Regions from separate parts of the Mus musculus genome. Here all the other regions are linked to region 3. A link is a contact called in public ChIA-PET and Micro-C data. All regions are on one chromosome and are shown on one strand. The core of a region is the stretch at or near the end of the contact, and the rest is flanking DNA. Distances in the headings are between cores, read along the strand shown. Region 1 has its middle 25 kb from the start of Mettl18. Region 2 holds the start of Sell (selectin, lymphocyte). Region 3 holds the start of Slc19a2 (solute carrier family 19 (thiamine transporter), member 2).

The links. Hi-C and Micro-C count contacts between places; a contact is called where the count stands out from the background. ChIA-PET counts read pairs in DNA pulled down with a chosen protein or histone mark.
Region 1: a Micro-C map of embryonic stem cells shows a contact between it and region 3, with 2.8 times the contacts expected there. The contact joins the enhancer-like site here to the promoter of Slc19a2 in region 3. A contact is called at or near these places in 2 of 484 Hi-C or Micro-C datasets (CD8 T cells and embryonic stem cells) and 3 of 115 datasets of contacts at active chromatin or transcription factors (the SCID.adh cell line, extraembryonic endoderm stem cells and large pre-B cells).
Region 2: an RNA polymerase II ChIA-PET map of memory CD8 T cells shows a contact between it and region 3, with 120 read pairs. The contact joins the promoter of Sell here to the promoter of Slc19a2 in region 3. A contact is called at or near these places in 1 of 39 promoter capture datasets (the 3T3-L1 cell line), 3 of 484 Hi-C or Micro-C datasets (CD4 T cells, Th1 cells and regulatory T cells), 2 of 115 datasets of contacts at active chromatin or transcription factors (the SCID.adh cell line and memory CD8 T cells) and 1 of 9 other capture datasets (adipose tissue).

What each region holds. Positions count from the first base shown.
Region 1 is chr1:164,018,650-164,021,646 of GRCm38.p6, forward strand. No RefSeq gene overlaps it. Among named protein-coding and RNA genes, the nearest start is that of Mettl18, 25 kb to the left of the region's middle. Within about 2 kb of position 1,327, at least 17 of the 459 cell types and tissues checked have an H3K27ac peak or open chromatin away from gene starts, as enhancers often do. A contact at or near this core is called in embryonic stem cells and extraembryonic endoderm stem cells, where this site is marked.
Region 2 is chr1:164,060,338-164,063,508 of GRCm38.p6, forward strand. It overlaps Sell (selectin, lymphocyte), which reads left to right and starts at 1,739. Exons shown (of 9, transcript NM_011346.2): 1 at 1,739-1,854; 2 at 2,716-2,797. The coding sequence starts at 1,852. Gm51665 (a long non-coding RNA gene) reads right to left here and starts at 2,655. Exons shown (of 2, transcript XR_003948100.1): 1 at 2,593-2,655.
Region 3 is chr1:164,247,188-164,250,517 of GRCm38.p6, forward strand. Slc19a2 (solute carrier family 19 (thiamine transporter), member 2) reads left to right here and starts at 1,859. Exons shown (of 6, transcript NM_054087.3): 1 at 1,859-2,269. The coding sequence starts at 2,066.

The DNA of each region.
Region 1 (2,997 bases), core at 77-2,576, 230 kb before region 3:
CGCCTTCTCCACAGTATTGCCCTGAGCCTTTTTTGTAGCCGCTCTATCTCACTGGACCTAGTATTAGTTAGACCGTAGACTGTAAAACTAAACTCACAGGTTTACTGTGAGGATTAAGTGAAATTACACTCTAACCATGTGGTAAGATCCAGTTCTCAATCTCGTATGTAGAAGAGGTGCTCAGGAAATGTTTGCCGAACAGATAGCGTCACCAGACAGCCCTTAATTCACTAACGGTCAACTCATAGCTCCTTTTTCTTGCATTTTCAAGAAAAGAAGCTAATGTATAGTATCAGCTGACAGTTTACAAAGCAACTTCTCATCTGCAGTCTTAACATGATTAGTGAACTTTAACCTTGTGAGATTTACTGTGACGAAAGCAGATGCAGAGATGGAACGGGAGCCCAGAAACTTCCCTGTCCATACACACCACCCTGCCCTTGACCCACCACAGCTGAGATGATGCATCGAGCCTGCTGTGGGGCCAGACAGTGTTCCACCTTGGGTTTCTTTAGCAAACACAACTTCATATGAGTTAATGTCTCAAATAACATCCCCCACCCTATACAGTTGGTCCAGGAACCACACTATGGTGTCTATGGAAAAAGAAGGCAGAAAATATTGACATAGGGCTGGTGAGATGGCTCAGTGGGTAAGAGCACCCGACTGCTCTTCCGAAGGTCCAGAGTTCAAATCCCAGCAACCACATGGTGGCTCATAACCATCTGTAACAAGATCTGGCGCCCTCTTCTGGAGTGTCTGAAGACAGCTACAGTGTACTTACATATAATAATAAATAAATCTTAAAAAAAAAAAAAGAAAATATTGACATAGGGAACATCCATTGTTTTGAGGTTGGAGCAGGTCTTTGTACATTTGTAAATAAGTGTGTGCCTGCCCACATGCGTGTGTATAATAGATTTTTTTTCTGTTTTTCATTTGCGTTTCAACTTTCTTTATGGGACTTCTTGACATAAATTAAGTTCAAAACTCAAAACTTCTAATTTATCCTAACAAGGTGTTATGTTTAACATGTCTCACCCTAAAGGAATTCCAAAGAATTAACCTCACTTGCATGGCATTTCCGCAGCAGTTATTCTGAAAAGGGGTTCTACTTGAAAAATGACCAACTCTCGTTTTCAATTCTGAGAATTTCCTGTGTCCGTTCCCGCCATAGTTTATAAAAGTAAGTAGTGAAGTTTTCCTGAGTCACCCAGTAGTGGTTAATGGATGAATTTGGCCATTTAGAAGGTCAAGAGGCAGCTATAGCACACACAGGATTGAGCCAATACCCTTTGTCTTTCCGTGTTAGTCACTGAAGACTGTTGTCTGATTGTTATGGAAATTATCTCCTGAAAGCAAGCCTCCATATCTAGACCTGTCAGTACAACAATGGTTTTCTCGCTGTGGGCAGCAATGATTGATTCTGAGAACTCGATTAGAACTCGAGTTTTCTAAAGAATTTTGATTTTTCTGTGCTGGATGGAAAGCAGTTTTTAAAGATGATTAGTTACAAGTAGTAAAACACCAAAAAATGTCCCCCAAAAAACATCAGGATCATTGAGCCCATGCTAAACTTTCAAGCCAATAATTGATACCAATTTCCGGCACATATCCTGTGTTTTGCTTGTTCATGTCTCTTTGGGATCAACGTGAGTGTGAAAATTGAAATCCTTATCTCTCCAGTTTGTTTATGTCTGCTGTCAGTTGGTGTCTCCATGGCAAATCACAAGCCTCTCACCTGTCCATCTACCTGCCGGCCTTGGGCAAATGAGGACACACTGAAGAGGGAGCTGGGCACCAGATGCTGGGGTAGAGTAAACAGTGCATGTATGATTGCACCTGCTCTCAAAGTAGTTCTCTTTCTTCTAGAGAAACATGGCATGCAAAATTTTATTTCCCTCTGTGTGACTCTGTGTCTCTGTCTGTCTCTGTCTCTCTGTCTCTCTGTCTCTCTGTCTCTCTGTCTCTCTGTCTCTCTGTCTCTCTGTCTCTCTCTCTCTGTCTCTCTCTCTCTCTCTCTCTCTCTCTCTCACACACACACACACACACACACACACACACCTGCCTTTAAAGAGTTGTCGATTTGCAACTTATACTTTCTAATTTCATGATTCATTTGACATTTGAGTTGGGCTTCTGTCTCACAGCGCCACTCGAAGAGCTTACTGAAAAGACCGTTATATTCCCAAGTCCCATGGTTATTCTGGACTTACATGGCAGAAACCCTCAGGAGTCAGTGACTGCTTATTTGGAGCTCTGTCTTCCTTTGTCTTCTGTTGATGTCTCTTTCTGGCTTCCCTGTTTGCTTCAGCAGCTGCTCAGTTGTAGCCTTCCATAAGCCTGAAGCAGGCTAAACCAGAACTCAACCTTGATGCCACTAAGGAGATTATCTAGGGTGGAGCCTTCCTCCCTAGATCACTCTATTGTTCTGCCACTGCCACTGTTCCTCTTCAAGATACTGCTACCTGCTGAGAGCCCCCCCCCCCCCCCCCCCGAGCTATTCTGGAAACTACGCCCTATTCTGCACGTCATCACCTGCAGCTGGTTCCAGGCTCCAAGGGTGAATTGACAGGAATGGACTTTCCCCCCCTCTTTTATAAAGCGTGTCCGCCATTAAAAATTTGAACCTTGAACAGACTAGCATGTCTTAGTTCCATTGTTTCTCAACTCGCCTAGGCTCCCTCTTTTCTTCCAGTTCCAAGATGCCTTCCAGGTTTGAACCCAGACATGTGAGCCACTGGCCAGCCTCAACACTCGGTCTCAGCCTCTTTGACTTTCTGTTATCACTGCTCTACCTCTTCAAATGCACCCCTGAAGTCTAGGACCTCTCTGCCTTCATGCCTGTGCATGCTAGGGTGCATGCTAGCACAGAGCTGCATCCCCTGGCCCCTTCATCCCTTCTCATCTTTACCTACTTAGCTCATCCTCACCCCAGCTTCCACTACAATGCATGTATAAGTAACTCTCAAATTATCATCTTTTCCCTTATCTTTC
Region 2 (3,171 bases), core at 489-2,988, 190 kb before region 3:
ACTTACATGACAAACACCATGACATGTATGTGCCAACACACACACACACACACACACACACACACACACACACACACACAAAAATATAAAATAGTAATAACAATAACAACACTACAAGTTAGCAGGTCATATTAATTACCTTTGAAAGTCTAAAATACTACAGAGATAGGCATGGTTATCTGAATGAGTTCAAGCCAGAAAGACCAGTAAACATTCCAACAAGCAAGACTACTTAGACTCCATAGATTATAAAGAAGCAAGCAAGCATGTGAAGTTGGGGGATATGTTGGTGAGTTTCCAGGGAATGACAAGCAGTGGGAGATGGGGGTGGATTAAGCACCAAGGAACTATGAAATTACTTAAGAACAAATACATTAAAAAATGAGACTAGTAATAGTTACTCCTCTGTAGCATTTTAGACTTTCTTTTTTATTATTATTATTATTTTGTTTTGTTTTAGGTTTTTTTTTCCCCCCGAGACAAGGTTTCTCTGTATAGCTCTGGTTATCCTGTAGACCAGGCTGGCCTCGAACTCAGAAATCTGCCTGCCTCTGCCTCCCAAGTGCTGGGATTAAAGGCGTGCGCCACCACTGCTCAGCTTTTTTTTTTTTTTGGTTTGTTTTTGTTTTTTGTTTTTGTTTTTCGAGACAGAGTTTCTCTGTAGCCCTGGCTGTCCTGGAACTCACTCTGTAGACCAGGCTGGCCTTGAACTCAGAAATCTGCCTGCCTCTGTCTCCCAAATGCTGGGATTAAAGGCGTGCGCCACCACTGCCCCATTTTAGACTTTCAAAGGTAATTAAGATGACCTGTTAAGTTCTAGTGTTGTTATTGTTGCTACTACATTATATTTGTGTGTGTGTGTCTGTGTGTATGTTGACACATACATGCCATTTTTTGTCATTATTACTAACTTTCTTACAGTTTAAATACTATTATGTCAGTGACTTCCTCCAGATTGCTTTTGAATGGCTGAATTCAAACTTTATATGCTGTCTTACCCTCTTCACACTTTCTACTCAAGGTATTTCTAGGTCCCCCAACCTCTCTAAGTTAGAGCCCTGGGATTTTATTTAGGATTTTGCTTTCAGAAGAGCCATTAACAAGGACTTCCACTAGGGGGTGAACGAGGAAAGAGGAAGGAGAGGAACTAAGTTGGGTCAAGTCTTCCAGAAAGCTCCCGAAGTTCAAGAGCAAGTGAACTAGCTCTGAAATAAGTTTTTAATCTATGGTACGACCAGGGTCCCCTACCCCATGGTCGGGAGTTTATAAACAAAACAAGGAACACAAAGGAAAGTGGGGTGGGAAGGGAGAAGAATGGAAGGGAAGGGAGGAGAAAAAAGGGGAGGGGAAGGGAAGGTAGAGGAGGGGAAGGGTAGGGAAGGGAAGGGACGGGAAGGAGGCATAGGTAACCAGAAAGGACTAAGAGGATGTGGGGAAGAATCCAGTTGCCATTGCTTCTTTTTTTTTTTTCTATTTTTTTTTTTTAATTTGGGGGATTATAATATAATTACAATATCTCTCCCTTTCCTTTCCTCCTTCCAAACTGGGGATATCCTGAGCAGGGGGCATAGCTTCTGGTCCACTACTGTGTTCTTGGGGCAAATGATTGAGCCCAGATTAGGAAAGGGGTGGGGAGAGAGAGATAGAGAGAGAGAGAGAGAGAAGAGAAAGAGGAAGAATTGGGGGCGGAGGATGTGAGGCTGGGCTGGAGAAATGAAAGAAAGCAAACCCCACTGGTGACATTGGCACATTCTTCCTGAGCGCAGCACGCCCTCCTTGTGCAAGAACTCTGAGCCCCAGGTGCAGGAGGCTGAGGCCTGCAGAGAGACTTGCAGAGAGACCCAGCAAGCCATGGTGAGCATCCCAGCCTATAAGAGATCTCTAGATATTCAAAATTTTCCTTGGGGTTGAAGAGGCAGGTGGCAAGGGGGCAAGAAGCTATCATTTCTGCGTTTAAGAAATATAGAAACCAACAAACAAGAACAAGAACAACAACAACAACAAAACCCCTACGCATGCTGTCTCAAGAAAATGACTCTAGACTCTTTCTTGCTGATTTTCTCCCTTGGTGTTTGCTTTGATGGAATGCTGGAAGGGGCACAGATAAGATTAGACCTTTGCGGTGACACAGAGTGACTCCCTGAGGAGTGATATACATCCAAAACTACAGTTTTAAGATGTGCAGAAAGCCTATGGCTTTGTTGTTTGAGTTATTAAAAATATATTGCTTCTTACTTGAAAAAAGCAATGCTTGCCTTTCCTGGCTTCTGGCTACATCATTCTTTCATATATTTGAGGTATGGCTCCTTCATGACCCAGCGTGAAAGGCAAATGTGAGTGTCACTGGTTCATTAGACCCCAAGAGCATTAAAAACAAGAGCATTAAAAAAATTAAGATTCTGTTTGATTTAAAGCTCAGTCGAAAAGTAGGTACAAAGAATACCGAAATATCGGAAAGCATAACATTAATCATGATCAACAACCTGGGACTGAAACCTGGAAGGAAAATGAAATAAAGTAGTGTACCAGTGTGTAATGAAGTAGATGCCATAATTTTCAGCCATGACACCCACCCCCCCCCAAATAGTTTACCTTGGATACGGTTGATAGTGGGCTGATGGGCTTTATCTGTGAATTGAAGAAGTGCCAGGGCACTGCCTCATGGTGCTATAAGTTTGCAGTTCAGAGTTTAAATATTTTGCACTTCATTTACAGGTGTTTCCATGGAGATGTGAGGGTACTTACTGGGGCTCGAGGAACATCCTGAAGCTGTGGGTCTGGACACTGCTCTGTTGTGGTATGTCCTTTGTTTTTGGCTAAGCCTTAGGCAGTGATTGTTCTTTTCTTAAATATTCATTGAAAGTACATAGTTGCAGGGAATACAATCAGGTAGATGGCTATTAATTCTTTTTTTTGTTGCTTTTTTGTTTTATTTTTTTTTTTGTTTTTGTATTTTTTATTTTTGGCTATTAATTCTTTTAAGGACTCTCATTCTTTCTCTGACCTTCAGAACTTTTCTGAGTCCCCCTAATACCAGCTTAGCATTGACATTCTCTAGTGATGTGCCCAAATCCTGATATCTACACAATAGTCCTCTGTTAGGAAGGAGTACAGTTAATTGACAAACCTCTAATAAGGCACGTTATGCTTATTCTACATTTCATTTTCTAT
Region 3 (3,330 bases), core at 609-3,108:
TTCATTTGTTTTTCTTCCCTTTTCTCTACTAAAATACATGTCCGTGCAAGGCAGCCAGGAGAACTAACTGCTCCAGCTCTATCTCTATAGTTGTGAAGAGAAACTGATATGATGGTGGAAATTTAGGTGACTACACATTTAATAGACCAAACATCCTCAAGCTTTTTGGTCTCGGAGCTCTTGTCATCGAGGAGACGTTTGATTTTGGTGACTTAGAACGGTTGATATTATCAATTTAGTAAATTGAACCGAGAAAATTTGAAATATAGCACACAGGCACACTCTCTTTTAGCTTACAAACTGATATCATCACAGGTTATATAGCCTCTGGAGGCTAAAAGGAATAAAGTCTTCCTAGCCAGCCCTTCAAAAGACTCTGAAAGATGTCAACACCACACCTTGCATTTTGGCAAATTGCTCCACGCACACATTTTGTGTATTCACTCGTGCAGCTCGATTCTGCTGATATTGGGACAGAGTCAGTCTGTGAGTCCAGCAAAAAGTCATGCAGAGGGCGATGAAAGAAAGCGCTGGGGATTCCTGCCACGGTTTGCCCTTGAAAAACTTCTGACAACAACCTGCCCTCTTATTGCCTCGTTTTTCTGTTTTAGTGAAGTGTTTTAGTGAAGGATCGCTCAATGGGAACCCAGGAGGTTCGCACAGTGAGCCCTTTCAGTCCTGCCTGCCAGCCCTCAGGTGTCTAGTTGGTCCTTCTCCTTGGAGACGCAGTGACCCAGGCAGAAATGAAAGAATGAAAATTCAGATCGCCCTCACTAACAACAGCAGTCTGAGAGGTGAATCTCAAGACTGGGAGTCGCTGTGACCAGAGGTGCTGGAGAGCCAGCAGCGCATGGTCTGAGCCAGATTTTGTAGCCAAGAGTAGGAAAGGGGGAGTGCAGGCTCCCTTGGAGAAAGACGGGGTGATTAGCCTGTCTGGATGGACCGAGAAGACAGAAACCTCCCAGTGTAGGGTGGGGGTTAGCTGCTTTTACTTTTGAACCCTGTGGGTATTTCGTGAGCGGCACACTTCCTGAAACCTTGAGCCCATTTTAGGGCCTAGGTTTTTAGGGCGATTTCCTTTCCATAGGATATATTAGTTAATTGTTCTTTGTATCCTGCCAACAAAAAGTGACGAAATAAAGCAAAAGCCTCTTGCTGATTAACTCGGTCATCCTCGTTTTCTTTCTGTCTATAGTAAAAGGCCCCAAATCTCAGTTCTCAGGTCCAGCTTGTGTCTTTCTACCACATTTAAAGACAATGTTAAAAAAAAAAAAAGCAAACTAAATCAAACCCAGCAACAACAACAAAAAGCTCTTGGAGCCCAGGGATTGCATTCTCCCGCCTCAAGGTTAAAGGTTTGCAAGCCTGTGTCATCATGTGTCCCGGGCAGAGGACCAACATCAGTAGGTTGGCAGATAAGACTGAGCAGACTCGCTGCGATGAAGCACACATCCGGGGATCCCGCTCTAGGGAGCCTTCCGGACGTGTGATCGGAAAATGCCTGGTGACCGATCCGACCAGGGAGGGTGTGTAGGGTCCTCGCCACAGAGTCCAGACATGGCCCCTAAAAGTCCGATGTCCCAGAACCCCTCACGTCAGAGCCCGGGCGCGCAGCCCCAAGCGGCCTTTCTGTCTTTTGAGCCACTGGCCAATAGGGAAGCAGGGAGGTTGGCTCCGGCCGGGAGGCATTGGCGAGGAGGAGGTTCCCGGGGGCGTGGCTAGTGATCGTCTGCTGTGGGTGGGCGTGGCGTGGGGCGTGGCCAGGCGGAGGCGGGCCAGACCGGGAGGCGGACCTAGGGAAAGGGCGTTCTGCGGTCGGGGCGGGGCGTGGGGGCGGGGCCAGGCGGGGTGGCGGGCCAGACCCGGAGGCGGACTTAGGGAAAGGGCGTTCGGCTAGCGAGCTGTGGCCGCCGGCGGGCGGTGGGGACTCCAAGCACCTTGACCCTGGCGCGAGGCGGCGTCGCGCACGCTTACAGGTGCCCGCGCGGGCTCGCGGCTCGGGCGCCCTCCCGTTGGCCGAGAAGGAGGAGGGGGCCGTGTCGGCGTCCAGCCCCTCGCGCCCAGGATGGACGTGCCAGCCAGGGTGTCCAGACGAGCGGCGGCGGCGGCGGCCAGGATGCTTCTGCGTACTGCCCGCGTCCCTCGCGAGTGCTGGTTCCTGCCGACCGCGCTGCTCTGCGCCTACGGCTTCTTCGCAAACCTCCGGCCGTCGGAGCCGTTCCTCACGCCCTACCTTCTGGGACCCGACAAGAACTTGACCGAGAGACAGGTAGGCAGGAGCGGCAGGCGGGGAGGCCGAGCATGTCAGATGTTTGTGGAGGGTCTGGCGGCGGAGTCCCGGAGCGGGCTACGCAGATATCTGTTCGGATTTCTGCTCGCTTGGAAAAGTGGCCTTACTCTTTGCGTTTCTAGCACGTTCCGTGCGAGACTAAGCAAGATGGGCCGCAGCCCACGTGCATGTGTGTTTCAGGCCGTATGTGGATAACCCGGTTCTGCCCGGACAAGTCCTGTGGGAGCTGCTGGGGACCGGGGACAGTGCGTGGATAAAGAAAACAGTAAACTCGACTTTCAGTAGAATATGTACATATGAGTGTTTGTATGTATATATGGATGGATGTTATTTGGCTTTGTTTTTGTGAGAGGGTCCCCCTTTCCTTCCCCTCCTTGACTTTGTTTACCCCTGACAAGATAGATACGCGCTATTACAGAAGGACAATACAGGACAGTAGTACGCCATCCGAATATGGGTGCTTGATTAGGTAAGACTGTGTCCAAAGATTTACTGCACCCTCTGAAGTCCGTCTCTGGGATGAAAACAGACGGTGTCATATAATTGGTACTTAGCTTTTCTCGGATGGTGAAGTGTTGCTTCACCTACAGGTTTTATCCTCCGTACAGGTGTTTTTGAGGGCTGTGATGCACATGGGCCATGACCAAGAACTCCTGCGCAGACATTTATTCAAGATACAAACTTGTACGCACAGCACCACAGAAGTGCATAGTATACTTCAGAAATGTGCCTAACTCCTGTGATTAAAGCTCATTATCCCGGCACTTGGTTTTGTCAGAGGAGCTTGTAGATGGAGATTGCTGCTCCAGGACCCTTTCCTTGAGTATCCAAAAGAGTGAAAGCTCAGGTCCGATGTCTTTTCCCTACTGTCAGATGAGTGGATGCTGAATAATTGCCACCTTCTTCCTATACCCGGTTTCCTTCCTTACCGCGCTGCTTCCCTGCCCAGGTGGCTGTAGAATATGACTCCCATTTAAGCCTCCCTGTCATTTCCTGTCAGTCATCACTTCTGAGGAGCAACTAACTCAATAACTTGGCAT